Linked DNA regions of Mus musculus: region 2 is linked to region 1. Evidence: chromatin contacts called from public promoter capture Hi-C data. All regions are on one chromosome and are shown on one strand. The core of a region is the stretch at or near the end of the contact, and the rest is flanking DNA. Distances in the headings are between cores, read along the strand shown.

Region 1 (2,700 bases), core at 169-2,668:
TAATTGTTTTTAATTTTTTAAAAAATATTGACATTTTTACTTGATATGTATGGGTGTTTTACCCACAAGTATATCTGTATGTATATCACATGAATTCAGTGCCTGCTGAGGTCAGAAGAGAACACTGGATCTGGAAAGGAGTTACAGTTGTGAGCCTCCATGTGGGTGCTGGGAACCCAACCGAAATCCTCTGGAAGAGCAGCCAGTGCTCTTATCCTCTGAGCTGTCTCTCCAGCCCCAGCCTGATCCACACTCTGCCACTTTTGACCCTCATCCTTGTCAGAAGTATGAATGGATTCAAATTGGATTCTATCTATCTATCTATCTATCTATCTATCTATCTATCTATCTATCTATCTATCTAAGAAAGAGTCTAATGTAGCCCAGGCTAGCTTTGAACTTGCTATACAGACAAGGATAAACTTCAACTTCTGATCCTCCTGCCTCCACCTCCCTAGCGTGGAGATTACAGTGCTCGCCACTGTGCCTGGTTTATTTGGTGCTGGACCCTTAACTCAAGGCTTCTTGCATCCCAGGCACGCACCCTGCCTCCTGAAACGTGCTCCCGGTGCAAGGGTAGATTTCTTAGACTTTTACACTTATTTATCTATTTGTGGATAGGCTGGGGTGTGTGGTCTGGGATGCATGTGACCACTGGGAGGATAACTTATAGTCAGTTCTCCCCTTCTGCCGTGTGAGTCTCAGCTGTCAAGCTTAGGTTGACGTTATGTTTCGTGGCTCCTTTACCCGCTGAGGTGTCTTGCCAGCCTCTAGGGTAAATTTTGAGAGAGTGAGTTGGTAATGACATCAGTTTGGAAACAGCTGGTATCCTGCTGAGATCTCAAACCTGAAGCTACTAAACTGTCTTCTTTCCCTCTTCCTGTCCTCCTCCTCTTCCTCCTCCTCCTCCTCCTCCTCCTTTTTTATGTTTGTTTTTTTTTTCAAGACATGATTTCACTGTGTAACTCTTATTCGCGTTCTCACGACCGGCCAGGAAAGAACACAACAAACCAGAATCTTCTGCGGCAAAACTTTATTGCTTACATCTTCAGGAGCCAGGAGCGCAAACCCCCAGCCCCAAAAGCGAAAGCCACCCCAATCTTACATCTTTAGGAGCCAGAGCTCCGGCGCGCCAAAGCGCAGAGCGCGCTCTATTGTTTACATCTTTAGGAGCCAGAGCGCCGGGCGCGCAGAGCAAGAGAGAATGGCCGAAACCCCGTCCCCTTTAAGGAGGAGTTATCCTTCGCTTAGGACGCATCACTCCCTGATTGGCTGCAGCCCATGGCCGAGCTGACGTTCACGGGAAAGGCAGAGTACAAGTAGTCGTAAAATACCCTTGGCACATGCGCAGATTATTTGTTTACCACTTAGAACACAGGATGTCAGCGCCATCTTGTGACGGCGAATGTGGGGGCGGCTCCCAACATGTAACCTTGACTGGACTGGAACTCACTCTGTAGACCAGGCTGGCTTCAAACTCAAAGATCCACCTGCCCCTGCTGGGTGCTGGGACTAAAGGCCTGCACCACACGCCTGACTGGTGAATTGTCTTCTAATTCTAAATCTGGTACTAAGTGCTCTAAGAAAGCTCAAGAGGCTCACTGGTGTTGTGGTGGCCCAGGGCGTCAGTAGTGCCGTGACCTCCAGCAAGCGTATGGCCTGGCAGTGGAGACTGACTAACCCTAAGGTAAAAAAACGGATCCTGTGAGGGGAGCCCCCATAGAATGGGTCTGCGTGTGCCAGAGGGAAGAAAATCAGAGCCATCGAAACATAGGGGCTACCATTTGCTGAAGTTGGGGTCGATCTGGAAAGGTGTCCCAGAAAACACAGGCAGCACCCACAGATAAGAACAGCTTTTGTAGTTTAAACTCTTTAAATGTGTAAGGATGTTTTGCTTGCGTGTATGTCCGTGCCCCACATGCCCAGAGAGTCCAGAAGAGGGCGCTGGTCACTGAAACTGAAGTTACAGATCGTTATGAGCCGCTATGTGGGACCTGGAAGCTGAACCCTCTGTGGTACACTCTCCCATCTGTGGTACACTCTCCCATCTGTGGTACACTCTCCCATCTGTGGTACACTCTCCCATCTGTGGTACACTCTCCCATCTGTGGTACACTCTCCCATCTGCTGAGCATCTCTTCCTGCTGGAGTAGCTTTATCTTGCTGGAGTAGCTTTATCCAGCACCTGGAGGAGCCAGTCATGCCCACTCCTCCTTTACCACCGTTCTCCTCCCATCCCTTTACAATAGGAGAGCAGGAGTTTGGAGTAGAGGGTGAGGATAGGAAGGACGCTTCCCTCTGTGCTCGATGGTAGGGGCTCCACTGGCCAGGAGAGCAGCAACTGTGTTGTTCTAAATCAAGTTCAGAGAGGCGAACACAAAGTAAGAGTGAGTCAAGCTCAGAGATCTGACGGTGACGTAAAACCAGTCACTTTATTTTAAATCACTCATTCATTTGTTCTATTTATTTTTATTGTTATTGTGTGTGCATGATAGGAAGGGGGTGGCTACTGCCACAGCATGTATGTGGGGTCAGAAGTCAACTTTGTTCTCTCTTGCCACTTTCATGTGGGTTCTGGGAATTGAACTCATGTCATCCGGCTTGCACAGAGAGCACTTTCCCCATTGAGTCACCTCACTATCCCCTATTTTATGTTTTAGGGGGGTCACCTCCACTATCTTACTCTGCAGCTCAGGCTAG
Region 2 (2,700 bases), core at 42-2,541, 150 kb after region 1:
CGCACAGGGCCCCTCACTCACCACCCTCATTTCCCCTGCTTTCTTAAAAGCCTGGGTGGAGCCAGGGAACCTGCAGATCAAGGGTCAAAGTCGGTTGGTTAATTACCGCCTCCCCCTCCCCCCTTGGAGGCGCAGGGCAGTAGGCTCCTGCCCCACCCCCCAAGATAGGGGAGGGGAGTTTTGTATTGGGAGAGAGGGGGCAGAAGTTTTCTAGGGTCTCAGAGGAAGATGCAGCTGGAAGAAGAGACAATTCTAGCAACTCAATTCTAAGTTGACGTGCAGGCTGTCAAGGCGTCCTCCCTAAATAAACTAGGTACACTGGCTTCCTGGAGTACCTTACGGCTCTAAGAACCATCTTTTGCTTAGTGTCCTCCACGAGCTGAACCGAGGTGGGACTGTCTCAAAGGCAAGCAAGGTACATTGGGTTTATTTCCCAGCAGCTCCTGGACCGTCAGGCAGGAGTCCAGGGAAATTCGGTGGTCCTGAATCTGGACCCTCATTTCAATACCACCAAAGTTATGGGGCCAAGTTTTCTCTTACAATGTAGCCCAAGTTTCAGCGGAAACTCCAGCTCTGCTCCTTTCCATTCCCTGGCCCTCCCCTCCAAAGTGGCATCGCTCCAGTGCTCCTCTCCTGCCTCATGAAAGCCCGGGTTTTCTGGATTTACGACACGAGAGCCGGAGGTCGCCTGAGCGGTGACACACCCCACTGCGTCCCCTGTAGCGCGGCGCGGGCAGGAGATCCCGGGCCTGAGAGCGGCAAAGCCTCGGTTTGGAGTCCCCTTCCCCCACCCACGCTCCTTCAGCGCCGGGGGTCGAATCGCGACGAGAATCTGCGTCCCCACGCTCGACTGACCGGCGCCGACCGCTGGTCCGTGCGCCCCGCCCTCCCGGCGCCGGGAGCCCGAGGCGCCTCACCTGGCACGTAGATCTCGCCGCGCTCTTCGTCCGGGAGCTCGCTCCAGTTCCTCTTGCACGTGGAGACGCATGGCTTCTTCACCAGGAACGCGCGAGGCATCTTCAGTTCCTCCTGGCCCGGCGCGGTTCGCTCTGGTAAGTCGAGTTCGTGTGGTCGTCCCACCTTTTCTTCCACCGGATCGGGGTTGAGGCGCGGGAATAGGGACAGTTCAAGGAAAGAGTCGCCGAGGCGTGTCCACGTTCTTAGGACAGAGTGTACCAGGGACCACGCGTGGCGTTTCCAACTACGCCGAAGGTCGCCGGTGTCCACAGAGAGGGTGCAGCCAGGTGCACCGGGATCGCAGAAGCGCTAAGCCAGCGTCCTTTAGCTCGACTGGCGTCCCCGCGGCTGCTCGCGAAGTCTTCAAGTGCGAGCTGGACGGACGGGTTCACGCTTTATTGGCTCGCGGCGGTGTGTGTTGGTGGCTCGGGCGGGGGTGGGGTAGGGGTGTTGATCTGATCTAATTAGCTTGGAGTGGCCGAGAGAGCGATGGCGCATGCGTTGGGAAATAACGGTGACAACCCACCTATTTGTTACCTGTCGAACCGGTTTCCATTCCGCTGCGGGTGAGGTGGCCTCGCGGCCCGGGCGGGGTGGCACGACGGGGGCAGGGTTAGGGGGCGTGCTCCGGTCCCCACACCCAGAAGCACCCGGCCCGCCCCGGACCTCCCCTGCCCAGCGTGCTCACGTTTGCAAACTAGAGTTTCGGAGGGAGCGGGCACGGAAAGGGAGGGGAGGGCAACGTTATTTGCACCGGCGCTCGCACGCTCTGTGGGCGATGACATAAAACTGGCCCAACAGGTCCGGGCCCAGCCTGGCGCGCCCGGGGCGCCGGGAGAGGCACAAAGCCGCGGAGCGGGAACCGGCGGTCCGGGCCCGAACCCAGCGGCCAGGGATCCCCAAGGCCAGGGTGAGCAATTCTTGGTTCAGCGGAGAGGTATTTGCTGGGCACCGGGTTCCTGCGGAAAGGCACGCGAGACGAGAGGTGCGCGTGGACCGGGAGGCTCGGATGCGCCTGTGAATCCAAAGCTGGAGCCTGCCTTCTGGTTTCGAGGGCGATTAAACTGCCCTGAGTCCAACCTAACCCAGGCCAGCACCTTGGCATATGGGCGGGTGTATTCGCCCAAACTCTCCTGGTCATAAACAGCCGGATTTCAGATTCTGAAAACCTGGAAGAGGCTCTGGGATAATGACTCCAGCTGAGTGAGATCTGACACAGTCCTCTTGCCTGTTGCAACCAGTGTCCTCCCTGGGTGGGAGATCAGCAAGCAGCTCCCCCTCCACCCTGCTGTACTCTTCAGCAGGCCTAGTTGGAGCTATGCCCCACCCCCATTGAACTGAGAGTGTTCCGTGGCCTTCGTGTGAGCCACACTATGACACTTTGGCCGTGCTGGGTTGCTTTTACTGGCTGACCTATTAAAGGCAGGGATGGAACCTGCAGTTAAAGGCTGCTAACATTTTTAGACTCCAGACTTCAGTACACCTGTCTCACATAGTGTTAAATGTTTGCCGGAACAGACTGTGAGGAAATTAGTCTGATAAATTAATTCACACAGTTCAAAAGTCAGGAGTCACAGGTGGATACGGTTCATGCTTGTGATCCCAGCTTGTGGGAAGCTGAGGTAGGGAAACTGAGTTAGAAACCAATCTATGTTTCATAGTGAAATCCTGTCTCAAGCAAAACAAAAGAACTAAAAGAAAGGCTGTCCATGTGAGTCACAAGGTACTTGCCAGTAAGTGGGG

What was found. Capture Hi-C pulls out chosen DNA fragments and counts their contacts.
Region 2: a contact with region 1 is called in a promoter capture Hi-C map of pancreatic islet. A contact is called at or near these places in 9 of 39 promoter capture datasets (the 3T3-L1 cell line, the SN4741 cell line, cranial neural crest and 5 more), 9 of 484 Hi-C or Micro-C datasets (CD4 T cells, the HL-1 cell line, cerebral cortex and 5 more), 7 of 130 datasets of targeted methods (CD8 T cells, double positive thymocytes, effector CD8 T cells and 4 more) and 4 of 9 other capture datasets (adipose tissue, embryonic stem cells, liver and 1 more).

What each region holds. Positions count from the first base shown.
Region 1 is chr19:5,405,397-5,408,096 of GRCm38.p6, forward strand. It overlaps 4930481A15Rik (RIKEN cDNA 4930481A15 gene), which reads left to right and starts at 1,419. Exons shown (of 4, transcript NR_027938.2): 1 at 1,419-1,687.
Region 2 is chr19:5,559,284-5,561,983 of GRCm38.p6, forward strand. Ovol1 (ovo like zinc finger 1) reads right to left here and starts at 1,292. Exons shown (of 4, transcript NM_019935.3): 1 at 918-1,292. The coding sequence starts at 1,017. It also overlaps a transcript of Ap5b1 not described here.